Regions from separate parts of the Drosophila melanogaster genome. Here region 1 is linked to region 2. The links are chromatin contacts, called in public Hi-C maps. All regions are on one chromosome and are shown on one strand. The core of a region is the stretch at or near the end of the contact, and the rest is flanking DNA. Distances in the headings are between cores, read along the strand shown. Region 1 holds the start of CG31249. Region 2 holds the start of Patr-1 (Protein associated with topo II related - 1).

What was found. A called contact is a pair of places that touch in the nucleus more often than the background predicts.
Region 1: a contact with region 2 is called in a Hi-C map of the Kc167 cell line, with 2.2 times the contacts expected there. The contact joins the promoter of CG31249 here to the promoter of Patr-1 in region 2. A contact is called at or near these places in 3 of 107 Hi-C or Micro-C datasets (the Kc167 cell line and embryo).

The regions. Positions count from the first base shown.
Region 1 is chr3R:17,685,663-17,688,499 of dm6, forward strand. It overlaps CG31249, which reads right to left and starts at 1,409. Exons shown (of 3, transcript NM_169774.3): 1 at 1,234-1,409; 2 at 849-1,175; 3 at 27-699. The coding sequence starts at 1,303. The coding sequence ends at 344. It overlaps osa (osa,), which reads right to left. Exons shown (of 15, transcript NM_206506.2): 15 at 2,156-2,837. It overlaps CG31360, which reads left to right. Exons shown (of 2, transcript NM_169773.3): 2 at 1-145.
Region 2 is chr3R:17,041,992-17,044,944 of dm6, forward strand. Patr-1 (Protein associated with topo II related - 1) reads left to right here and starts at 1,573. Exons shown (of 5, transcript NM_001300440.1): 1 at 1,573-1,697; 2 at 1,868-2,681; 3 at 2,912-2,953. The coding sequence starts at 1,659. bdwf (bedwarfed) reads right to left here and starts at 1,145. Exons shown (of 2, transcript NM_142334.3): 1 at 679-1,145; 2 at 1-622. The coding sequence starts at 1,071. The coding sequence ends at 47.

The sequences.
Region 1 (2,837 bases), core at 159-2,658, 640 kb after region 2:
GTTGAAAACAAAACCTTGTTTGCTTTAATGAATTTATGATTTATTTTAAATAAATTAATTACATAGGCATACACAATATTGCATCTTTTGAAAGAGGATCATAAATAAACATATGTTTGTATTAATAATAATATTATAAAATATCAACAGGATTCTTATTTTATAGCTTTCAAAAAAGGTGTTTGCTTGTTCATAGCTTGGCTGTTGATCTATCTATTGATTTCTGCTAAATGTTGTTGCTTGGCTTTAAAGGATATTTTATAGATGCAATTTTAAAACTTTTATGTTCTTTATGTCCTTTTATGTTATATTGTGTCGATTGCGTTCCTTTACTGTTAATCGTCTAGAATCCCACTTTCCCCAGCTTGGTATCAGTCTTTGGATTGGCCGTGATGTTCTGCACCGCCACAATGGTCTCATTGATGTGTGTCTGCAGCTCGCGTAGGCTCTGGATCTGGAGAAGACGTAGTATGCGCATGGGCAGGTCCAGGGCAGAGTCGTTGGACGAGACGACGTCGTTTCCCTTGTCAAAAGGGAAGGGTTTACCCACTACCGGCTTGCGATCCTTGGCGGCGGGCGAGAGGCGTTCGTGCACCACGCGAGCGATAGCCTCCAGCTGCAACAGATGGTTCGGGTGGTGCGGCACATTCAGTTTGCTGGCCAGCAGCCGGACTCCATCCACGAACGCTTTTTCCTGAGCTGGTGGGAAGAAAGAATTAATACTTGTTGTACTTTACCTGATTATCATCTATAGATAATAAAAGTGGTTTTTGGAACCTCTTAAAAAATCCATAATATATAAATTTAAAGTTCCTTAAATGGTAAATTTAGTTAAAATCAGACCATACTATTAATATTTCCATCGAAAATAGCCTGGACCCTTTGTTGGGACTGCTTGCCATTGCTTTGGGGTGGCACCTGTTTGGTGTTAATCGAGGCAAACTGATCAGGATCATCGAGGAAGTCCAGGCGCACAGCATAGCTGACAATCCAGGCCAGCTGCTCCTGCCGCGTCTCCAGGGGCGGCATGCTCAAATCGGCACAGTACTTTAAGTAACCCTCCTTCCAGATCTCAGGGTTGTCGACAGTGCGCAGCTTACAGCGATCCTCTATGGAGTAAAGCCGGATCTTCTGGTCCTCCAACCAGAGGACTGTGTTGGCGAATTCCTTGCGGTCTGCGGAACGAAAAGAATGGGATGACTTATAGCCCCATCAGGAAAACTAGACAATTACCGCTCATCACCACCGGGATGTCAACATCGGGACGACCCAGTACCTCGAGTTTCATCTTGAGCGACAGCATGCTTTCAACGGATTACTATACAAAAATCGATTCGCTCTGTTAATTTACAAAAAATGTTACAGCCGGCTGTGCTTATTCTTATCGCCCAAATTTAAGGGATGGAACATTAAACGAGAGGACTTATCGACGTAGAAATTGGGCTGCCAACTTGCTGTGATAAAGCTGTTCGAATTTAATAATCTCGAAAAAGTATCGATATATAATTTTTAAATCAAATATTTTGTAAGAAACTACTTACTGTCAAAAAGTATTTTTTCCGATAATTATTTTTTTGCACATCATATTATTCAATTAATTGAAGAACTATTAATACAATTTTAAAGCTCTTCATTGACCGATTAAAATTGTCAATTAATTAAAAAAGTCAAATTTATCCCGGAACACGCGAATTCTTAATATTAATGTAAGTTCTTTTAAAATTGATTTTTGAAATTGTAAATTTGAACAAATTGACATTGTAAATACAATGCACAAATTCCCAATCGAGTAACATCGACCTCAATGCTGAAAGTACAGCCTAATAACAGACAAAAGATCTTGTTACTAGACATTTTTGAAAACCTAGACATGGTATTTAGGTGCTCAATTGCATATTATCTCGAATATACATTTATATAATAATCTTTCGCTCAACAGTGAATGTCCTACGCTGAACAGAAGCAATATAGTTTATAATAATATAATAAGAAATATTTTGGGAATGCGTTACCATAGGATTCATCAATCTGACCAATTGATTTGCACTGAAAAAATCGAAATGAGTTCTAAAAAGTATTTCCCCGCCAAAAAATATTTTTCCCTTATCAGCGATAAGAAACGACAAGTACAAAGGCTGTATTGTATATCATATATGTATGTATATTAATTAAATAATTAAATTAAGTTTGAGGGACATACATTTACATCCTAGCAAATTATAGACTAATAACTACACGTTATATATCGAGATGCTGAGTTATAATATTTGTTTGCAAACAACTACACGAATACACGTATCAACAGCAGCAGTTTCCTATTATCTCCCAATATCTTGCAGTTCCTCTGGATCCAGAGGATCGCCACCGGAAACCGGAAGGACCTCTAGACTTGCTCATGCCAGAATCTGGAGACATTTCATTTTCGATCTCTTATGTAGCACGTTAATTATGTGTGAGAAAGTTTAGTATACAAATTGGTGCACCCACCCATGTATGGTTTTGCATTAATTGTTTATTGGTTTCCTAACGCCAAGCATTTTGGGTGTGGGTGTGGATGTGTGGTTATTAGTCCTTTTTGCGTGCTTCTCTACAGCTTTAGTTCGATTTGCTTCGCTTTGTGTTTTATAGCATTTTATGGTTTCGTTTTGTTTTGCTTTGTTTTCTTGGTTTTATTTGTTTTGCATTTTAAATTAAGATTAAGATAAAAACCTAATTATTTATCTTGTCATTTACGCCTTAAGTAAGTTCGATATAAAATAAAACGAAGCAGCAGCACTTCCAGCAAATAATACAGTTAACATAAGATTACAGCATTAGGGTTTCATTTTTTCGATTTT
Region 2 (2,953 bases), core at 323-2,822:
GGTTATTAAGACTACCAAGATATTACTTAATTTTGTGCATATCCCGTTATTTGAGCGACAGCTTTTTTTGCTCGATTTCCAATAGTTTCTTTTTCAGTTCTATTTTCTCAGCCATTAACTGTTCAATTGCCAAGTGATGTCGCTTGTCCTCGTACAGCTTCTGCTTGTACAGGACAAAAAATTCATTGAGTGCAAGTTGAACGCTGTTGGCGGTATCGTGCACCATTTCTAGGTTATTGCTAATCTTGTCAAGCAGTGTGGTCTCCTCCTCCGCCAGTCGACTGCTGGCCAATGCGGCCCGTTTGTTAGATTGCAGGTAAAGCGGGTCAATGTCCGTTTTGTTCTCCTCCGGTTCGTAAACGTACTCGGCGGAAGTCTGAAGGGCGCCACCATCTTCTTCCGGGACCACATCCTCTACTTCGTCCACATCAAATTCCGTGGTGGAATTCTCATGCATTTCATCGTCGGAGACCTTCATAATAATCTGACTTACATCCTCGTTTAATCTACACAGTGTGGCTATTGTTTCCTCCGACGAAGTAAGACTGGTGCCAAAAGGCATGTTCTGCATCTCATTCTTTTCCACCTTTCTCAGGATAAACCTCTTCCAGTCCTTTAAGGCCTACAAACAAATCAACTTATAATGCAAGCGGTTAGAAAAAAAGTAAGTTAGAATACCCTTCTCCAGGTGGCTATATCTTTTCGCGGCGGACCGTGGCTATTAAGTTCGGATGACAGTTCCTCCCACAGCGACTCCAGATTGCCCCGTGTTTCCCACGTCGGATTCTGAAGCAGACGCGGATGTTTCTTCACGAATTCTAACAATATCAGCTCTTGCGTTGAGTTGCGCGGCTTGGCTTTGTTCCGGTCGATGGCGATGGTGGTCTGCGGCTGGAATTTGTACTTGGAGTTCCGGTTGAGTCCCGATGTGGGGTGCATCCTGTTCATGTGCTTGCTTAGATTCGTGGTGGTCGTCTTGTAAGAGAGCTTCGCCTTGCAGATATTACACACCGCAAACGTGTCGTCCACCGCCCGGAAAAAGCACCAGATCTCGCTCGTTTTCCGCTTCATTTCGACTAAGTTGTTTTGGAAAAGGAAACAGGCTCGTAGTTCCGTCCAAAGCAATAGTTCAAGAACTAGTAATTTAGGGATGAGCTTGCGGGCGCTGATTTCAAGTTTCGAACTAGTTCAAAATATCGAATACATTGAAGGAGTGCAAATGCACCTTAATTAGGGCAGATTTTTCATTGATCAGTAAAATCTAATGTTGTTGACTTATTAACCAGTCGTGGTAAGTCCCAAACTGAATAAATAAATATGCAACATACGAAATTTGGCAGTGGTTAAATCATCATTTTTTTCTAACATCACTGTAGCAAAATGCAAACTTATAAATTTAGACAAATCTTCAGTCGTTCACCTATTGAAAAAAAACGTATGAAAAAAATATATATTTTAAATTTGCATGTTAATTCCAACATTTGTAATATGATAATATTTATATGCGAGCGAAATTGATGTATTGTGGCGATAGTCAGAAAACCATCGACGTCAGACTATCGATAGTACCATCGATATTTTGACAGCTATACTGCTGAGGTGACAACTTGTCACTGACAAGTCATGATAATTTTTTGTAAAGCAATAGATTTATCGCCATGGATGACTCGTTTTTCGGCTTTGACACGAATCTACCGGTAAGCAGCGGTCCCGACATTGCGGCTGCAATATCCGGGATAGCGGGCCGCACAGGGGTCGGCAAATGCCCAACGCACACTTTTCACTCGGCAAATAAGGGGGCATCGAAGGCCACCGGGGGCAGAAAAAGTAGGAATGTCTAATTTACTTGCTTCAATTGTTTCTCCAGGACGAAGATGGTGGCGATGGACGCATCGTCGAGGCGGAATACGATGCCCTCAATGACGAAACCTTTGGATCCGCTATAAATGGCGACTGGGAGGAAGCCCATGAGACGATGGTACGCCTGGGCGGGAATGGCGAAAGGGTGCGGAAGCGACCCGCGGAATCTAGTGGAAATACGGATTTTGCCGATCAGGGAAATGGTGCCTTCCTGCGACACGCTAATCCGCTATCATCGGCGCCCTCTTCAAGCGGCTCCACTCCGGCCCCTTTGAATGCCCCCTTCCGACAGTCTCGTCACATAGGGGACTCGGACTTGGAGCTAAACATTTCCTCCATGAAGTTGGACGACATGGACCTGTCCTCTTTCACCACTGATAGCGAAGCCGGTGGGCTGAGCAACCGCATTAAGCTGGACTCCGGGGTCTGGGGATCACAGCCGTTTCCCAACAACCAACATTTGTTCCGCGAGCCTATGCGCAGCGCCTTCAAGCCACAGCAGCAGCAACATCAGCAGCACCAACCACAACAAATGAAGCCACCGCAGGAAGCGAATGCCAACTTTGCACTGAATCCACAGCCTTTTCCAAAAATTACAACTCTCGAGGATATAGAGCGCAATATGATCATTCAGCAGGCCATTCCGAAACAACAGCAGCAGAGCCAGCAACAGGCGGAACGCAAAATGTTTGATGATTTTAGTCTGGGTAACAGGCAGCAGGTGCCTACACCAACCATGTTGCAGCAACAGATGTTGCAGCAGCAGCATCATCAGAAACAACAGTCGCAGCAGCAGCCGCCACAACAAGCGCAGCACAAGGGTAATTATATATTAAAACTAAAAAGTATTGATGCATACAAAAACAGGCCTCAGTATTTAAAAAGAAAACATGTCCAACAAAAAGTATAATTCCTAAAAATATTTATTTCTTACGAATCTATTTTTGGGGACAATTTTTAAGACAGATTTAACCATTTAAGGAACAAACTTCAAGTCCCTGATAGATTTCTGCGACATATGAAAATAACACCATTTAACAATTCATTGCAGTACCCCCTGGCTTCTTGGGCACGCCGCACACCTCTCCACCGA